Regions from separate parts of the Mus musculus genome. Here region 1 is linked to region 2. Evidence: chromatin contacts called from public Hi-C data. All regions are on one chromosome and are shown on one strand. The core of a region is the stretch at or near the end of the contact, and the rest is flanking DNA. Distances in the headings are between cores, read along the strand shown.

Region 1 (2,700 bases), core at 71-2,570, 54 kb after region 2:
ACCACATCAGCTCAGCTCATAGTAGGGAGTTTGTCCTTTATCCTCCGCTTGTCTCCCCAGGTTGTCTTGAAGGATCTGGAAGTGTTGGCAGAAATTGCTTCCTCCCCTGCAGGCCAGACGGATGACCCAGGTGCACCTGATGGCCCTGACCTCCGAGTCAACCACTCGGAGCTTCAGGTGCCCACCTCCGGCAGAGCCAACCTACTAAACCCTCCCAGTAAGTATTTCCCTGAAGTGTCTGGCCTAAGGAGCACTGAGTCTTATTCTAGCCCAGGAAGTCACTTATAAATGTGTTCTGCCATTTATGAGAGTCAGTGGCTTGCCTACCCGTGGTCTTCTACCACAAGAGGCAGCCTCTGCCTCCTGGCTCATACTCCATTCGCCCCCTGAAGAGACCCTCACAGCCCTCATCTTCAGCTCTTTTGATGTTTTTAAACCACTGACTAAGCACAAAACCCTCTGAGACAATTTCTCTCCACAGGCAGGCAGCCAGCCAGGGCCTTCAGTCTTAGGTCTCACAGGTGGAAGAAAGCTAGGCAGCCATTTCCTCTTCACTGAAGCTCAGAATAGCTCAGCATGGCAGGCAGCCCAGGCAAGAGACAGGATAATTCAAACATGCTGTTTCCGGGCTGTCCTTGCAAGCAAAGGTAGCCAAGTGCTTGTTCTTCGGGTTCCTTCGGGATGTCAGGTAGCTCTTCTCCCTGGCCACGCTGCCCACCCGCTCCTCTTCTCAGGCAGAGACCACCTCCCTCAGCCATGTGAGCCTTAAAAAGGCCCAAGGACACAGGTTAGTAGGAAATTACCTGGTGGGTCTTGGATGTTTGCCAGGTCTTTGTCCCTCAAACCCCTCATGCCGTCCAGACACCAGGACCTCATTAGCTTCTCATAGACTCACAACCTTTCGGTGACATTGTTCCTCCTGCAGCTCTGTAGCACTTTGGGCCCTAGCCCCAGCCAGGCCCATATTATACCTGCACTGCTCCACTAGAAGCTCCCTGATGTTTGGCCAGACACTATGCCCAGTGTCTGAGAAGTTCGCAGTATTTTTCAGAGCTCCACAGGCTTTGGTGCACCCCTGGATATGCCAAGTCAGATCACAGAAGGCCATGTGCTGAGGACACGTATCCATGACAAAGAAAGCCATGGGTCACTCAAGCCCTGTAGCAGGAAACACATGGGAGCCCAGGCCTCAGGCTCTGCTGCCGCACACTCTCCCTACTGGGTTACAGTGGTAAATTCTGGAGCCCAGGCCTCAGGCTCTCCTGCTACATGTTCTCCCTGCTGGGTTACAGTGATGAACTCTAGCCCAGCCTGGCTTCCTCCCTTCCGTTTCCCCAGGATGCCATCACTTCCTCACTCAGGAGACCAGCTTCCCCTGGGCAGTCATTAGCTGTGGTCAAGGAAACAGCCCCCATATCCTGATGCCAGGACCCATGCTGTGGCTCCCACCTCCTGTCCCTCAGCAGAGGAGTTCACTGTGTACCCTCTGTCTCTAAGTCAGCATATAGGGGCCAGCCCCAAGACTGGGGACAGATGATAGAGATCAAGTGTGGTGGTGCAGAACAGTGGGAGCTAAGTGAGGTAGAGAGAGGCTTTTCCTCAGATAGGAGAGATGGGGACAGGGAACCCAGAAGAGAGGAGTCCTGCAGTGGCCCTCAGTCCTTCCTCGCCAGGAAACAGCATGCTACCATCTTCTCTATCCTCAGAGTGACATCAGCAGGATCCTTGAGCAGACTGTGATACCTAGTGCTCCCAGAACCCTCAGGGGTCCTTCCCTTCATCTGTTAGCATGTTTTCTCTCCCTCCCAAGCATAAAGAAGTTGATAGCTGAAATGTGGGTTCATGCTACTGAGGGTATGAACCAAGAAACTGTTTTGGGCACCCACCTTAGAGTTGGGGTCCTGCAAGATTCCTTGGGGCACTGGGATAATCAAGATCAGCCACTGCTTAGAGACAAGAGCTGAGGACATTTACCCTGCAGAGAACTCTGAATCTGAGCTCCTCACCCCACCAAAATGGGTAGGAGGCTAATGAGGCTGAAGGGGTGAGACTCTTACCCTGGCCTGCAGAAACTATCAGAATGGCTCACCTCAGCCAGAGACACTGAGAAATCATAGGAAAAACAACAACAAAAATCCCAGATGGTAAAAAAGTCAGTCCTGGGAAGACTCCTGGGGAAGAGCCTATATCCAGTCCTGTGATTTCTTTCACAAACCCATTATACTGTGAGCCACAAAGTTAGCCTGAGCCATTTGTGGAACTCAGAGCTATGAGACCCCCTGGGCAGATGCGTTCATACATGCACATCTGCAGCTGGCATCAGAGTTTACAAGTATGTTCCTGGCTCTGGAAGGTCGGGATCAAATCAGTAATAAAGGAATGCAGGAAACCAGTCTGTCCTCTGCCCTCTCCTGGCACAGCTGCCTTATGGGGTGTTGTTGAGGTCAGAAAGCATGCAGGAAGTGTCCTCATTTTTCTGCTGGCCATGCTTCCCAGAGTACTTCCCAGGCATTCAGTGTGGTTCTGTCTCCTCCTGTGCACCCATGCACATGGACAGAGGATGCAAGGCCAGCCCTCCTTCCTGCCTCAAGTCTTATACCTCTCTAGGACACAACTCTGAGAACATGAGACAGCAGTGCTATGTCCCGTAAGAGGAAGTCACTCCACTCTCTTCCATGCAGGAACTTTCTAGAAGGCAAC
Region 2 (2,700 bases), core at 58-2,557:
AAGTAAGAACATAGAGGCAGGAGCTGATGCAGAGGCCATGGAGGAATGCTACTTACCGGCTTTCTCCTTAAAGCTTGCTCAGCCTACTTTCTTATAGAATCCAGCAACCTCTGCCTAGTGTGGACCCACCCATGGTGGGCAGGACCCTCTCACATCAATCACTAATTAGGAAAATGCCTTACAGGCTCGCCTACAGCCCAATCTTAATGGAGGCATTTTCTCAATTGAGGCTTCCTCCTCTCAGATGATTCTAGCTTGTATCAAGTTGACATAAAAATTAGCCAGGACTTTTTTTTTTTAATCACTATGCATAGAGTCCAGCCTAGGACACATAAGACCTTGTCTCAATAAGGGTGGAAAAATAAGAGCAAAAGAGGACACCTTGCCCGGCATGGGGGCTCACGCCTTTAATCCCAGCACTTGGGAGGCAGAGACAGGAGGATTTCTGAGTTCAAGGCCAGCCTGGTCTTCCAGGACAGCCGGGGCTACACAGAGAAACCCTGTCTCGAAAAAACAAACAGACAGACAGACAAACAAAAAAAAAAAAAAAAAGAGGACACCTGACCTCGGATCTCCATACATATGTACACACACATCTGAGTAGCACATGTGTATTAAATACAATCTGAGGGTTTGACTCAGTTGGTAGACTTGACCAGACCCGGGGTTCCACGCCCAGCACCACATAAGATCAACTGTAGTGACGCTTGCCTGTAATCCCTGCACTCAGCAGATAAAGGCATGAGAATCGAGATTTCAAGGCTATCCTCAGCTATAGAGAGAGTTTGAGACCCTGTCTCTAAAATAATAATTGGATTAGAGGGGTGGCTCAGCAGACAAAGGCATCTGCCGCCAAACCTGGCGGACTGGAGCTCAATCCTGGGACCCCCACATGGTGAGTGGGTGGGGAGATCCGACTCCCTCCCAAGTTGCCCTATGGCCTCCAAAGGCGCTCGTTGGTGCATGCACACACGCAGAAATAAAATGTAAAATCAGACAGATGGTTAAGATATGGTGAAAATGGTGGAAACGTTGGCATACGCGAAAGTGACTGTTAAGTGACCAAAGAATTAATGCATAAATTAAATTTGAGTTAGGCTCCCTCTATAAACTGTTTCCAGAAGCCCCCCGCTCTGCGCAAAGCTCTGGCAGTGAGCCTGAAACGGCTCCCACCACCTGCTCTTCACTCTCAGCAAAAACCCGCACCGAAGCCAGCAGCAGGTGAAGAGTGGGGTGGATCCCTGACAAGTGTGGCCAATCCGCTGCAGCAAGCACGAGAGGGCGTGGCCTGGGGGGGCGGAACCTTCGGTCGGCGGAAGGCGGAAGTGCTCGCGGCGTCACGTGACCTGAGTAACATGGCCGCGGCCCAGTGAGCGTTGCCGGTTCCTGGCGGGAGCTGGTCGCGTGAGCCGTGGGGCGGACCGGGTCGCGCGTGGGAGAGCAGGGTCGGAGCAGGGGGACCCGAGGCGGCGCGTGGCGGCGGGACGAGGCAGGCGGGCCCTGGGCGGCATAGCCCATGAGCAGGCTCCGGTGTCCGCGCGGAGCCGCACACTCCCCCGGCCCTGGCACGGCCCAGGCAACCTCGGGCTAAGGTGTCTGGAGGCTCCCAGGCGCAGCGCGAGCTGCCACCATGAACCCAGAGAAGGATTTTGCGCCGCTCACTCCCAACATCGTAAGGGCCCTGAATGATAAACTCTACGAAAAGCGGAAGGTTGCAGCGCTGGAGATCGAGAAGTAAGAGCTCCTGGGACCCCGCCCTGGCTTTGCAGCGCCTAGCGGTTCTGCTTGCCCGCGGCGAGGGTTCGGTATTGACCTCTCCGGTTTCAGCTCTTAGCACATTGCTTTAGAGCGGGAAATCCAAGAGCCCTATCTTTGCTAGTCTTAACCTCCTGGTGCTCCCAGATAGCAGTGAAAATGAATTGACTTAAGGTATGTGCAGAACCTAGCGCAGTACCTGACACATTCAGTGTGGCCTCAGTCAAAAGCCAGCTAGATCGGAGAGTGGCCTCTCTGAGGAGGTGGAGAATTTGCTTATGGTGTCCCGCCTTCTCTTTGCAGCTTCTGAAGTGGCCAAGTGTAGAAATAGGTCAAAGCACGTGATCCAATGCTCAGAAGATTGTCAGGCCACCCTCCCTTGCAAGTGAAAATGGGAAGATTTGCCCTTCCCCGCTTCTGCAATAGTATACGTGTGTGTAATAGTGCACTGGTGTTTCCAGGTGTTCGAAATAGGGAATGTTTAATTCGGTAATGTTTTGCTGAGTATGTGAGAGAGCACGTGTTTTTCCCCCAGCCAAATCTTAGTAACAGTCAGTTGAGTAGGTGGTTTCAGAAGAGTAGAAAGCAGCAGCCTGTAAAACTAGAAAAACATTAGGAGTTAAGACATCCAACTTGGTAACAGCGGACCATATGTGTCTATGTAAATTTAAGTTAACCAGAGTAGTGACACAGGCTTGAGATTTGGCACTTGGAAGGCTCGGGCAGAAATACTGTACTCGTTTGAGATTAGCATTGGTCACGGGGCTAGATCCAGTCTCAACAACAACAACAAAGTAATGAATCAGTACAAATTGTAAATTCAGCACGTCAGTTTCACTACCCATAATCTGGGTGTTCAGGAGCCAACCACTACAGCTGCACAGTGCAGACTAGAGAACATTTCAGTCATTGTACAATGGTCACATGGCCAGCCCTAAGCTATGG

What was found. A called contact is a pair of places that touch in the nucleus more often than the background predicts.
Region 1: a contact with region 2 is called in a Hi-C map of liver, with 2.0 times the contacts expected there. The contact joins the enhancer-like site here to the promoter of Vac14 in region 2. A contact is called at or near these places in 1 of 15 datasets of contacts at CTCF or cohesin (the NIH/3T3 cell line), 2 of 484 Hi-C or Micro-C datasets (the N1E-115 cell line and liver), 6 of 115 datasets of contacts at active chromatin or transcription factors (the SCID.adh cell line, bone marrow-derived macrophages and embryonic stem cells) and 1 of 9 other capture datasets (liver).

Annotation. Positions count from the first base shown.
Region 1 is chr8:110,670,966-110,673,665 of GRCm38.p6, forward strand. Vac14 (Vac14 homolog (S. cerevisiae)) reads left to right here. Exons shown (of 19, transcript NM_146216.3): 13 at 61-217. Among named protein-coding and RNA genes, the nearest start is that of n-TGgcc10, 41 kb to the left of the region's middle. Within about 2 kb of position 1,321, at least 39 of the 459 cell types and tissues checked have an H3K27ac peak or open chromatin away from gene starts, as enhancers often do. A contact at or near this core is called in liver, where this site is marked.
Region 2 is chr8:110,617,260-110,619,959 of GRCm38.p6, forward strand. It overlaps Vac14 (Vac14 homolog (S. cerevisiae)), which reads left to right and starts at 1,308. Exons shown (of 19, transcript NM_146216.3): 1 at 1,308-1,734. The coding sequence starts at 1,631.